Linked DNA regions of Rattus norvegicus: region 1 is linked to region 2. Evidence: chromatin contacts called from public Hi-C data. All regions are on one chromosome and are shown on one strand. Each heading gives the region's core, a stretch centred on a gene start, on an enhancer-like site or on the middle of the called end of the contact. The rest is flanking DNA. Distances are from core to core; before and after follow the strand shown. Region 1 holds the start of Aopep (aminopeptidase O). Region 2 overlaps Aopep (aminopeptidase O).

The links. A called contact is a pair of places that touch in the nucleus more often than the background predicts.
Region 1: a contact with region 2 is called in a Hi-C map of Schwann cells, with 1.7 times the contacts expected there. The contact joins the promoter of Aopep here to the enhancer-like site in region 2. A contact is called at or near these places in 3 of 12 Hi-C or Micro-C datasets (the Rat2 cell line, Schwann cells and hepatocytes).

What each region holds. Positions count from the first base shown.
Region 1 is chr17:2,130,999-2,134,446 of GRCr8, forward strand. Aopep (aminopeptidase O) reads right to left here and starts at 1,981. Exons shown (of 17, transcript NM_001012346.2): 1 at 1,879-1,981. It overlaps LOC102551048 (a long non-coding RNA gene), which reads left to right and starts at 2,071. Exons shown (of 3, transcript XR_360672.5): 1 at 2,071-2,137; 2 at 2,695-2,973.
Region 2 is chr17:2,049,405-2,052,817 of GRCr8, forward strand. All of the region lies in intron 3 of Aopep (aminopeptidase O), which reads right to left. Among named protein-coding and RNA genes, the nearest start is that of Aopep, 82 kb to the right of the region's middle. Within about 2 kb of position 1,822, at least 22 of the 93 cell types and tissues checked have an H3K27ac peak or open chromatin away from gene starts, as enhancers often do. A contact at or near this core is called in Schwann cells, where this site is marked.

The DNA.
Region 1 (3,448 bases), core at 731-3,230, 82 kb after region 2:
ACAAACGAGAAAACTGAGGTGTAGAGGGGCCAGGCACCTCACCTGGGCTTCAAGGTGCCTACTGAGCAATAGAACCAGGATGTAAAATCTAGATGTCTACTGGTACAATCTGCAGCTTCGTTACTGCACTGGTGACAATGAAAAATGATCTGAAAGAAGCTCAGCAAACTCAAATACAAAGCAACTGGGGAGTAAAAAACAGGTTCTAAAATCATCACATTTCAACACGGGACAAGTGATGTTTGTGACTTCATACTAGAAAAAGAAGGCAAGAAAACCACTTAATGCCTTTAAATTATTCTCTCTCCTCTCTCTCTCTCTCTCTCTCTCTCTCTCTCTCTCTCTCTCTCTCTCTCTCCTTGTAGGAAGAAGACATATTTTTTCCAGATGTTTTAACTTTAAGAATATGAGAATTTACAACATAGTTACAAAGTATCAAAACAGGGGCTTAAGAGGCAGCTCAGTCTGAAAACCACCTGCTGTGTAAGCAGGAGGACCCAAGTTCTGTCCCCAGTACAGTACAGTTTCACAGGGGTCTGTGATTCCAGTGCTGGTGAGGTAAAGGCAGGTACTTCCAGGGGTTGCTGGCTGGCCCAATCTACATGGCAAGGTCCAGGCCAGTGAAAGAACCGGTCTCAAACAAACAAACAAACAAACAAACAAACAAAACAAAACAAAACAACCAGTGGCCAGCATCTAAGAAACCATAGTTGTGGGGCTGGGGATTTAGCTCAGTGGTAGAGCGCTTACCTAGGAAGCGCAAGGCCCTGGGTTCGGTCCCCAGCTCCGAAAAAAAAAAAAAAAAAAAAAAGAAACCACAGTTGTTATTCCTTGTCTCCACATATGCACACATATTACACACTTGCATGTCTGTATATACATGCACGCACTCCCACATTCACCTCCACAAATACACACACACAGAGACACAATTCATATGGGGTGAATAAACTTATGGAATCACATATGACTAGTGTAAAAAGCCTGGAAATTGACCACTAATGATAGCTATTCTTAAAAAGGAGAAGGTGAAAGAAAGAAAGAAAGGAAGAAAGAAAGAAAGAAAGAAAGAAAGAAAGAAAGGAAGAAAGAAAAGAGAAAGAGCCGACCTTGAAGTCACACATAACCTTGAATTTAAATCGTGCCCTTTGCTTTTGGTCACGGGTAATTTTTACCCAGTACTTCATGGAACTGAGCCTCAGTTATTTTCTCTGTAAAGCAAACATAATAATTCACAACTCGCAACAATATTGCACGAACTAAGGAGACAATGAGCTATAAGTGCTGGGCACAGTCCCTGGAATCTAAAAGATCGTCGACAATAAACAATATTATTCTCTGTAGCTCCCAATAGTGGACAACCTATTCTGTACCAACTAGGAAATCACTGGCAGCCTTCTCAAAAATCCCACGGAGCGGGGTTGGGGATTTAGCTCAGTGGTAGAGCGCTTGCCTAGCAAGCGCAAGGCCCTGGGTTCGGTCCCCAGCTCCGAAAAAAAAAGAAAAGAAAAGAAAAAAGAAAAAAAATCCCACGGAGCACAACACACTTCTAAATTGAACGCGCTAGTTGCACGTGGAAACAAAAGCACGAGGGATCAGAATTGAATTCAGCATCAACACGAGACCAGTTGTCACCTTTGAAAACAGCTCTAAGCACCGCTGGCTGGTGTGGTTTCCGTCTACCCTGAGCGTCACCTTTGCAGGCAACTGTCGCCGCTGCTAGAAAAGCACAGAGCGCTAAGGTCGTATTTACAGTTTACTTGACAGCATCCCAAGGGCTCACCCCAGGCAGGTAGGACAGGATCCCGCGGGTTCACGCCACAAGAGGTGAAAAGGATCCCGCGGGTTCACGCCAGGGCATGTCAGATCGGATCCTACCTGCTCACCTCATCAGAGGTCGCCGATCCCCATAACCCGGAGTGGCTGGTTGACAGCCGAGCTGCGGGTTACCTGTCGGCCACCGTGCTGCAGCTACACTTCCGCAGACTCCGGGTTACCACGGGCTACCAGGCAAACACCAATTGCGTCATCAACACGCGCCAGGGTCGGCCGCCCCCCTCCCCCGTAGGCCTGGTTCCTCGGCCATACTGCGCAGGCGCAGAGCCGCTAGTGGCATTAGTATCAGGACTCTAGATGGGTAGGTTACACGCACCCCACACTGAAATACGAGCGTGTGCTTTTCGCTTTTGAGACATGGGGGGGGGGGTGTCTCTCTTTGTAGTTCTGGGTGGTCTGGAACCTACTATGTAGACCAGGCTGGTCTCGAACTCAGAGATTATGCTGCCTCTGCTTCCTGAGTGCTGTGGTGAAAGGAGTGTGCTGTTTTCCTTAAGTTCACATTTCTGAAGCATGTGATTGGACTTTACGTATCCATCCCAGCATAGTGCCTTAAAAAGGTCTTACTAGGGTTGGGGATTTAGCTCAGTGGTAGAGCGCTTGCCTAGCAAGCGCAAAGCCCTGGGTTCGGTCCCCAGCTCCGGAAAAAAAGGAAGGGAAAAAAAAAAAAAAAAGATCTATGTGCCAGACAGTTACAGTATCTGCGACTACAGAAGTGGGCCAGTTGTGCCTGCCTTTGTGGAGACTATCTGGTTGAGAAAACTAGTTCTGAATAATTCAACAGATAATTCTCTTTTTAAAAAATTCTTTTAGTATGTGTGGTAGTGTGTAATTGTTTGTACCTGGCTGTATGTATAGGTACACGAATGTGGGAGCTGGAAGTAAGTCTCCGTGAAACACAAGGCAGTCGGAGCCTATAGAAGGTCTCACTTAACTGTGAAGAGAGTGGAAGGCTGTAAAGACCTGAGAGAAAAGCAATCAGAAGGATCAGAAGCATCTAGCACACGCAGCTTGTGGCACCCTTGAAGTAGGATTGGAAGAACACAGGGTGAGACCAATAAGGCCCAGGGACCCGATTCTGCAGCACGTTTCTGGGCCACAATAAGCAAGAAGCATTGATCCCGACGTCAGAGAAGAGTGAGTGACAGGAACTAGTTTTTGAGAAACAGCAGGCTGCTATGTGTGCTGGGCATGAAGCACACAGAAAGAAGGGTTTGGTGAGATGTGATGGCGAGAAATGGATGCATATAAGACGTAATTTGGAAATTGATGTGACAGGTGGGGAGGATTAGTTGAAAGTCTGGACAAAAAAAAGTTACCAAAAGTTACTGCTAGAAGATATGCCTGGATTCTACAGTGAGAACACACGGGCGCGCGCGCGCGCACACACACACACACACACACACACACACACACACACACACACACACACTTCTCCCTTAACTCTTGGTCCCCTTATGTTACCACCCCCAAGCCTTCAGCAAGCTTGCAGATCTAAGTGAGGAAGCATTTGAAGAGGCTGAGGAGAGGGGGCTCTCTTTACTATGCTTTAGTTCACTCTGTGTGTAATCCCCTACCAATCTTAAAAAGAAATGGTTATAAAAATATCTGT
Region 2 (3,413 bases), core at 572-3,071:
TGACCTGCTCCTTTACTATCTGTCTAGTTTGAGAGACGCCTGGGTGGTCAGGTACTGGAACCACTTCTAAGGTCACCAAGAACTAGAGGGCCAATCACATGATACTTCACCTAGCACTCAAGGTGAGGTGTCGACGGCATTACAGGACACAAGGCGACAGCAATAGGAGGAGTATGTAGAGAAAGTTAGCAGCTACAACACTATGCATCTCAGGTGAGACAGTGAAAGCCACAGAGAGCCTGCTGAAGTCCAGCAGAGACAGCTGAAGCCACCACTGCTTCCTCAAGGTCTTCTCTGAAGTTAAAACAATAGAAAGAATGGTTTATTTGTTTTTTAATGTATTGAAAATCACATTAATTTTTTATTTTATTACTTTGGGGACAATAGGAGCATAGTGAACATTGTCCCACACGACAACAAGTGCCACGAAGACATCAGAATCTGAGCGTCTGTCTGGACGTCTGCACTTGCATTTGTGTCTCAAGAACGGCAGACAGTTTCCTGTTGCACAGCCATGAAGGCTCTGCATTTTCTCTTTTGGAGAGCTTGCTTGGGAGAGACTCTTTCACACCTCAGGCTTTTAAAACAAAACGTTTGGTCGCCCAAGGGAGCATCACAGGGCACACAGACTGCTTGGCCCTCAGGGATCTAGCTCCAAAGGCCTTGGATGATTCATAGAACTCTTAGAAAGCAGCTTCTCAAGAACCTCTGTCTGCATCTTGTTCGAGCCAGCCTTGGGCTGTGGGGGAACTTCCTGTGTCCTGGAAAGGTCTTTTAATTTGGACCATGAGGGCATTTCCAGAATTCTCTCCAGGAATCAAAAGCTCTTCTGTGTTGTTCTTGGGCAGTGCACTGTGAGCCTTGCAGAATCTACCTACACCCAGGGCAGTGCTGCGTGGGCAGCAGGCAGGGCGTATATTCGGAGAGCCTGCCATTTGCACGCAGCCTTCCTTGTAGACAGAATTGGTGAGGGTTTCTTGCTTTCTGTTTTGTTTATTTATTTATTTTATGTATGTGAGTACACTGTTGCTGTCTTCAGACACACCAGCAGAAGAGGACACCATTACAGACAGTTTTGAGCCACCACGTGGTTGCCGGGGATTGAACTCAGAACCTCTGCAAGAGCACTTAGTGCTCTTAACCGCTGAGCCATCTCCCCAGCCACCCAGGGTTTATTTCTTTGCAGTAAACCACGAGTCAGTGCTGGCTCTGGACACTTAGGGTCCAGTTCCTGCTCAGTACCTGCTAGCTAGAGTATGTTAGTATCTCTGGATACCTCACATGTACTAGAGGGACAATCATCATGCCTGCCTCACAGAACCATGTGAGGAATAAAGTGGGTAAGCAGTAGAAGTCATGAGGCACAGTGCTACCACAGCATTTGTCCCTGTCATTGTCACTGGGCTGTCATCATCTGAGCCACTCTGCTCTGCAGCTGCCTCCCCTGGCCGGCCACTCAGGATGACTTTTCTGGAGGCAGAAGCAGGATGTTTGAAGGTATGGCTGCCACATGTGCCCTGAAACCATGACCTGATGAGGCCCATGTTTGGGGTTTAAGGTTGAACGGCATTCAAACGCAGTGCACACAAAGTGGTCCATTTAAAGGAGAGTGACAGCCCAAAGGGGGCATCCTGCATGACTTCATATAGAATGGGCCATTTGGAGACTATTTAAATGCTGTTTACTTTCAGTGAGCTGCCCTCCACGAAATAGACAGTGAATGCCTTCATTTTCCTTTTTATTCGATTCGCTTGTACCCAACCCCCTCACAGGACCAGCTGCAAAACAAAGAAAACACACTGTACTTACATTAGCCCAAAGTTTTTCCTCTGTAGAAGCCAGAAGCCTGTCATTCTCCTGGATGACTTCATAGCCAGGCCTGGACTCATTAACAAGGCAGCAGAAATGGGGGCTGTGGAGATGCCCGACATTAATGGTGCTCCCTTTCTCTGGTTCACCCTCCCGTTTATACAGCTTCTATAACTGTGGGTTTATGAGCCCTCCTCAAACAGAGACCAGAACTCTTTACACTGTTTAACCCTGTACCATTTCTTAAGTTAGAACATATTGGAGGCTTATTTCAATAATCTCACAAGGCTGCTGTGCCATGAGACATCTGTCTTACAAGCATGACAGCAGCTAAAATAAGACCTAAATAAACATTATCATCTTCAAAACAGGACTGAAAATTTCCTTAGAGACAACTGGATTTTGAAAGAATAACAGGACGTGAAAGGGGTTGATTTTCAAATCAAAAGAGATGATCTAAAAGGTTGGTTTTGGCTTCAGATGCATCTCAGCTATGAGTACTCATGTAACTGCACAGAGCTCTGGGTTTAATGCCCATCACACTAAATACGTCACAGTAAGAATTTACTTCTGAAAGTAAGTACACCATGACCTAGGCATGCTAACTAACACCATCACTCCAGTCACTGTTTCATTCACTGCTCTGAAAACTGTCACAGACCAGATCTGGGCACTCTCCTCATAAGGACAGAGTAAAGTACCAGTGAGGAGAGGCAAAGTCAGCCTCGGCTTGGTGGGTAAGAGCAGGGGAGTAGGGGATGTGAGTGTGACTCTGTATCTTACACTTGTGAAAACGTCACTATTTTGAGACAGGCATTTTTATAAAATGAAAAAATTAGAAAAATCAAAGTCCTGAAGTCACATTTTGGTTGTACAAATTAGCAATAATAAGCTAATGTGGTATATGGGTAGTCAAGTCCTGCATACCTGGCACATCACTGAAACTCCAAAGGCAGCTACCACCACAGGCAACCCTACTTCTGCACAGGCAAGAATGCCTGATATTTAAAGAGTTAGTGGCAAAATGTTGTTGTTAAGTTGGCGGAGTTCTTGCCTTGCATATAGGAAAACTAAATTGGTTAAATCCCCAGCACCACTTAAACAGCGCCTGAAAGGCAATGGCAGGACACAAATTCAAGATCATGATTGGCTGCATAGCAAGCTTGAGGCTAGCTTGATCAACGTGAGATCTTGTCTCAATTAAAAAATAACAACAAGAATAAAAATTAATAAACAAAAAACAGTTTAAGGTCAGCCAGATACATGAGATTTAAAAAAGAAATTGTTGTTTTCTCTGAAAATTTAGAAAGACATGCAAAGTCTTCCTACTGGAAGCACTCATGTAACCTTGGACGCTTTCTGCTGCAGGGTAGACAAACAGAATGAAGCCCTCAGTGATGTCTAATTAGTGTGCTCTCATGTGACATATCATGTTTCTCTCTCCAGATCTAATGTATTTCCTACCTTAAAACTATTTCTCTAGCCACAATCCCTTCTTCAGAACTTCCTGCCCAAACTATTCCATATGGCAGCAATGCTTTGGGAACACCATTACCAATGCAAGCTATATAGGAATGCATGTATTTATGAGTGTGTAACTACAG